Regions from separate parts of the Mus musculus genome. Here region 1 is linked to region 2. A link is a contact called in public Hi-C data. All regions are on one chromosome and are shown on one strand. The core of a region is the stretch at or near the end of the contact, and the rest is flanking DNA. Distances in the headings are between cores, read along the strand shown. Region 1 overlaps Maml2 (mastermind like transcriptional coactivator 2). Region 2 overlaps Maml2 (mastermind like transcriptional coactivator 2).

Region 1 (2,745 bases), core at 119-2,618, 180 kb after region 2:
TGTTTTGCTTTGTTGTTGTTTGTTTGTTTGTTTGTTTCTTTGAGGGGTTTTGAGACAGGGTTTCTCCCTGTATCCTGGCTGTCCTTGAACTCATTCTGCAGACCAGAGTGGCCTAGAACTCAGATCCACCTGGCTCTGCTGGGATTAAAGACTTATTCTTAACTAAATTCTCTGGCATAGTTCAAACATTCTTTTACTATAGAAACCATTTAAAGTCTCCTGGGTTCTCAGACTAGCCCTCCACAAATCCCATTAATTCACAGGAACATGACACTTTTAGAGTGTTAACTGTGCTTTCTAGAATAGTCAGTGTTCAAAGATTTTCTTCGGTGTACATTGATTGATCCAAGCTCCTTGGTGCAGATAAGAACACAATTTCTTTGGAGCAATGGAGACTTCTAGAATAGGGGAAATGTGAGCTCCAGATGTGCACAGAACACTGTAGAAACCACAGGGCAGGGACACCATCCTCAACTTGGCACCACCATCACCCTACGGATGAGGGAGCAAGCCTAGTGTTGGAGACTGCTCTTACTTGCTGTATTTGTTTAGATTAAGGAGTGTGGAGCCCTCCCCTCTATTTCCATAGTCTATTAAAAGAACAGTCACTAAAGGTTGTAGAGACCAGCCACCTGGCCCAGCAGCACCTTGGGCTGCACTCAACTGCACTCAGATCCCTGAATGCAGTCAGTCAAACCACTCACTTCTGAGAGAGTAGCAGTTATCTCACAGTCGAGATGGCCCTGGGGAGGTTTTGCCTATGTGTATGGTGCGACTGGAGCCCTGCATATGTAACAGCAGAGCAAAGGCAGGGGAGCAGAAAGGCAGAGTAAAAAGCAGGAAAGAGGAATCCCAGTGGGGAAATGAAAGGAAAATTGGACCAAAAAGTACATTTCTGATCAGCATTGTCCTGCTTACGGATGCTTTATACGGCGATTTTAACCCTAACCGCTTTTCTGTCACTGGTTTTAGATACAGATCAAGTCAGCAGTTGCCACAAGGGCTCCATTTCTTTCCTCTTTATGTTACATTCAATGTTTTTGAGTTAAAGAGAATAGAAGGATCCAGTTTTGCTCTTGTTAAATTCTGCCACATTTTTTTCTGAATGTTTGAATGAGGGCCTCATCTAAATGGAACTCAACACAGATTCCATGGCCCAAAGGCCAGGCCCCAGTGGGACAGTGTTGATATGTAAGTGCTGCCAGGAGTTCCTTATGCAGCTGAGCAGTGAGTGAGGCTGTGAACATTGGTGTGGCCCTCAATCTGCAGCCTCTAGTTGCAGATGACTGCAGACCTCTCTATGGCACATCTCAAGTACGTGAGAACTTTGCCAGGCTGTTCTTTGGGGTGTGAAGGCTGCCCTGAATTCCATGGGAATGCAACTCTGTGCCAAATTCAGATACCAGAGGTTTCCCTCAGGGACTACAGCCCATCTCAAGTACAGGAAGTGGCTGTGAGAAGCTAAAGCAGGAATCTCCAAAGACCTGGACTCAGCTTATGCTCTCTCTCTCTCTCTCTCTCTCTCTCTCTCTCTCTCTCTCTCTCTCTCTCTCTCTCTCTCTTTCTCTCTCTCTCTCTCCCTTCTCCTCTTTCCCTCCCTCCATGTGTGAGTGTGAGTGTGGGTACGCGTAAGAGACAAGACATAAAACCTGGTGAGCTGAATGATACCTTCACATGCACACGTACACACACTCATACACACACACACACACACACACACACTCCTACACATACACATACACACACACACACACACACACCAGTTGAAATCAGCCCCCTACCATTGCTTGTATGGAATCAATATACAATTTTATAGGCAGAAAATAGCCTAATCAAGTAAGGACGATACCAGTATGCCTGTGGTGACTAGTGCTTCTTTTCATGCTTCATGAGGTGTGCATAGTGCGCACCCATGTGTTTTACTCTGACCATCATCTCCAAGGCTCAGCCCAGGGAGTATCTCAAAGACGTGTAGAGCACTTTCCATTTAGCATCACAGTATGCTCGGCAAGAAAAAGTATCAACACAGAAATTCTAAAGATAGACAGGGTCCCACAAGCCAAACTGACCATTCTCATCAGCGCAGAAGAACTAACATGTGACCACCATGGGAGGTACCCCATCTCTAATACCAGTTAATCAGAGTAGAAACATTTTTCACCTTGGCCATTAAGGCAGATATTTTGATCATTCTGTTCTTAGTCACAAACCTCATTACATTTACAGTAATAGAAGAAGAAAAGAGAGAACCAAGGGAAAGCCCTACTCTTCTATCAGGTTTCCCCGTAAACGTCACTTCTCTCAGGAAGCCAGTCAGACAGATCTACCCCAACCGACTTCCCCTGGCTCAGCTCTTCTCACTCATTACATTATCCCTTCCAGAATGATCTTTACCCTCTAGTCCCCAACACATTCCCCAGCACTTTGTAGGCACTTAAGTATGTGTTCAATAATTGATGGAGCACTGAGGCTTTGTGTCTAATCTTAGAGGGAACGAAAATGAACAAGACAGAGCTCCTGCCTTGTCTGTGCAGGAGACGTGTGGGTAATGACAAGGCAGTCTATAGTTTGCTGAGCTGTGCAACACCTGTAAGCGCATTCCTTAAAGGACAACAAAGAGAAGGCACTTCAGCGACAAAATGGAGCTGACCACGTCAGCTGCATGTCTGATTCCTGCAGAGGGGAAATAGAATCCTAGTTCCTAATGTCTGACGCTTGCTACTAATGTCAGTACCAATACTAACT
Region 2 (2,700 bases), core at 182-2,681:
TGTGCATCTGTAAGGAAAAAAAAATAGGAAAACAAAATGAAAATATTTTAAAAGAGAACTAAAGCCAGGCAATGGTGGTGAATACATTTAACCCCGGCACTCAGAAAGTAGAAGCAGGCAGATCTCTGAATTCATGGCCAGCCTGGTCTACAGAGTGAGTTCCAGGACAGCCAGGGCTATTACACAGAGGAACCATGGAGAGATTGGGGTGGATAGGAGAGAGAAAGGGGGTGGTAGGGAGGGAGAAGAGAGAGAGGAAGAGAGGGGGAGGAGAGAGAGAAATAAATAAAAATACCAAGAAATTCTGAATCAAAGAAAAAGAGTAGGAAGGTAAGATGATTCTATCCTACAATGAAACCAAATTATACCTGGTAAAAATGAAAACCTGAGGACTTGACTCTGACAACATTTCAAAAAAATTTAGTAGACAAAAATAACACACGAGGTCTCATATAGCTCAGGGTGGCTTGGTATTCCTGGAGCTGAGCATGACACTGGATTTTTCTGTCTCAAGCTCCTGTGTGCTGGGGTTAAAAGCATATGGCCCCAGCCCTGCTTAGATGAAATATTTTAACCTCCATAGTGTGACAAAAAAAAAACAACCAAAAAACAAAAACAAAACAAAACAAAACAAACAGAAAAGCAAGTGTCTTCCTCTTGTCACAGATTTGATATGAACTCTGTGCCATTGCTACGTAACAAATGTCCTGAAAGTTAGCTTATGTCAGACTCATGAGGTCACCCACACTCTGCAAGAGAAAGAGTCTCACAGCAGTCATTTGCCTTGTTACCTAGTTTGTACAGGGCATAAACTGGCTTCCAGGCTAGCCTCACTCCAGAATTTACTTCACTGTTTTCTATTAGTCATATGGAAAACCCTTCAAGAGAAAGGAAAAACAAAATGAAAGGAAGCAAGGGAAAGAAAGAATGGAAAGAAGCTCTCACTAAACTTAGCCATTTCTTTGAACAAGTGAAAGAAAATTGATCTCATTTAAATGAAATCACTGTTTGGGGCTAGGGATAGAGTTCAAGAAATATGGTCTCTCTTAATATAATTTAACTATTTAGTTATATTTTCAAAAATAAATATGGTATTCTTCCCAAACATTTGACAGTGGGATACCAATAAGTGGGGAGATTCAAGGCCACAAAAGAAAGACAGCTTGTGCTGATTTTTAGACTCAGGTCCAACTGTTTTATTGCTGGGCTAAGAATACCACACTTTCTCTGTGCATGGGATGCCCCTTCCCATTGTGACTGTCCCCTTGTTTCCATAGCAACAGCTGTTCATGTGATCAGCTTTCCACAGAAAGTTTCTTCATTGAGGGAGTCAAGGAAAAGAAATAACAAATAAACCCGAGCCATGTATCCCACAGTAAGGGACGGAAGAAGTATTTGCTGAACCAAAGAGCAAAATAGAAATGGTCTCACTGCAACGGAATGCTGGGCAGATGTGTGCTAACATTTGCACGTGCAACCATCTCCAGGGGTGAGAGCAAACTGTGGAAAAACAGAAAGGTAGAGGGCTGTCCTGACTTCACTTTAGTCCCTGATTACAGTGCAAAGACAGGCATCCGAGCTGAAGGTTTAAACAGCTTCCCTGTGCGGCTTTGAGAAGTCCGAGGGTCAGAGTACTGTTAAGTAAAAGTCTGTTTTGGAGCAAACCTGCAGCGCTGCATTCCAGGTCCCCAAAAGGCATGGGGCCCGCGCACTGGTGTGTGTGTGTGTGTGTGTGTGTGTGTGTGTGTGTGTGTGTGTGTGTGTGTGTGTGTGTGAAATCATTTTAAGGACAAATGCTGGTGTTTGCTGATTTCCAGAGCCTCCTTGTGTTTCTAGCTTTTGCAAACTCTCATGGTCAAGTCCATGGTCTCTGACTCTGAGGCCTGATGCTGACATTTTCCTTGGAAGATGTTTAAACGCTGACTGTTGTTGTTTGGTTTTTCAGATCATAATCTGGCACACTTTCTTAAAATTTTAAGGTTCTGGCAGTTGACCAAATAAAATTTGAAAGCTGTGTGAAAATTCTGACCAGGGTAAGGCCAGATCTTGCAAAATGACAAGAATATTATGTCCAGCTGTGCCAGCCAATGGGTTTAATAATACAAGTCAAACAGAATTGAACACTTTCAGAGGCATCAATCTGCCTCTGAAAGTGTCTAGACAAGGTCCCCAGTTGAACATAGCTTTCTCCCTGTCTGTCTTACACCTATGTCTAGAGTCATAGGTGTGACTAAAAACCATGGTATGTAATGCAAAGTTTCTGAGATACAGGGCACTCAGACACTGTGAAATGGACATACGAAATGGACACATTTTTTAATTCATTTGTTTTTCTGCTTACATTTGAGATTGATTCTTCCTGAATAGCCTAGACTGGTTTGACTCACAGCCTTCTCTCCTCTGCCTCCAAAGCTCTGACATTACAGGCTTAGAACACCATTCTTGATTTAGACACATGTATATCTATCAAACAAAAATCTCTATTCTTGTGTCACTTGAGTCTTGTGAGAAAAACAAAAAATAAAAATAAAGATCACAGAATGTCATCCAGGAAGAAGAGCCAGCTAGTCAGTTAGGGAAGGGTCTTTGTGAAAGAGGAGGGCCTTTAGAGCCCACTGAGAAGGAATATTTGATCTTGAACTTGAGGGAGGTAAGGAAGGGTGGCCAACAAAAAGGAGAGAAAGATAACCCAGCAGGCTG

Evidence for each region. Hi-C and Micro-C count contacts between places; a contact is called where the count stands out from the background.
Region 1: a Hi-C map of embryonic fibroblasts shows a contact between it and region 2, with 2.9 times the contacts expected there. The contact joins two enhancer-like sites. A contact is called at or near these places in 7 of 39 promoter capture datasets (the 3T3-L1 cell line, cranial neural crest, embryonic stem cells and 3 more), 3 of 484 Hi-C or Micro-C datasets (Th1 cells, embryonic fibroblasts and uterus), 2 of 115 datasets of contacts at active chromatin or transcription factors (the 230-238 cell line and large pre-B cells) and 3 of 9 other capture datasets (adipose tissue, liver and pancreatic islet).

What each region holds. Positions count from the first base shown.
Region 1 is chr9:13,632,278-13,635,022 of GRCm38.p6, forward strand. The region is part of intron 2 of Maml2 (mastermind like transcriptional coactivator 2); the gene reads left to right. Among named protein-coding and RNA genes, the nearest start is that of Gm51666, 23 kb to the left of the region's middle. Within about 2 kb of position 1,369, at least 49 of the 459 cell types and tissues checked have an H3K27ac peak or open chromatin away from gene starts, as enhancers often do. A contact at or near this core is called in adipose tissue and embryonic fibroblasts, where this site is marked.
Region 2 is chr9:13,453,465-13,456,164 of GRCm38.p6, forward strand. All of the region lies in intron 1 of Maml2 (mastermind like transcriptional coactivator 2), which reads left to right. Among named protein-coding and RNA genes, the nearest start is that of Phxr4, 23 kb to the left of the region's middle. Within about 2 kb of position 1,432, at least 61 of the 459 cell types and tissues checked have an H3K27ac peak or open chromatin away from gene starts, as enhancers often do. A contact at or near this core is called in adipose tissue and embryonic fibroblasts, where this site is marked.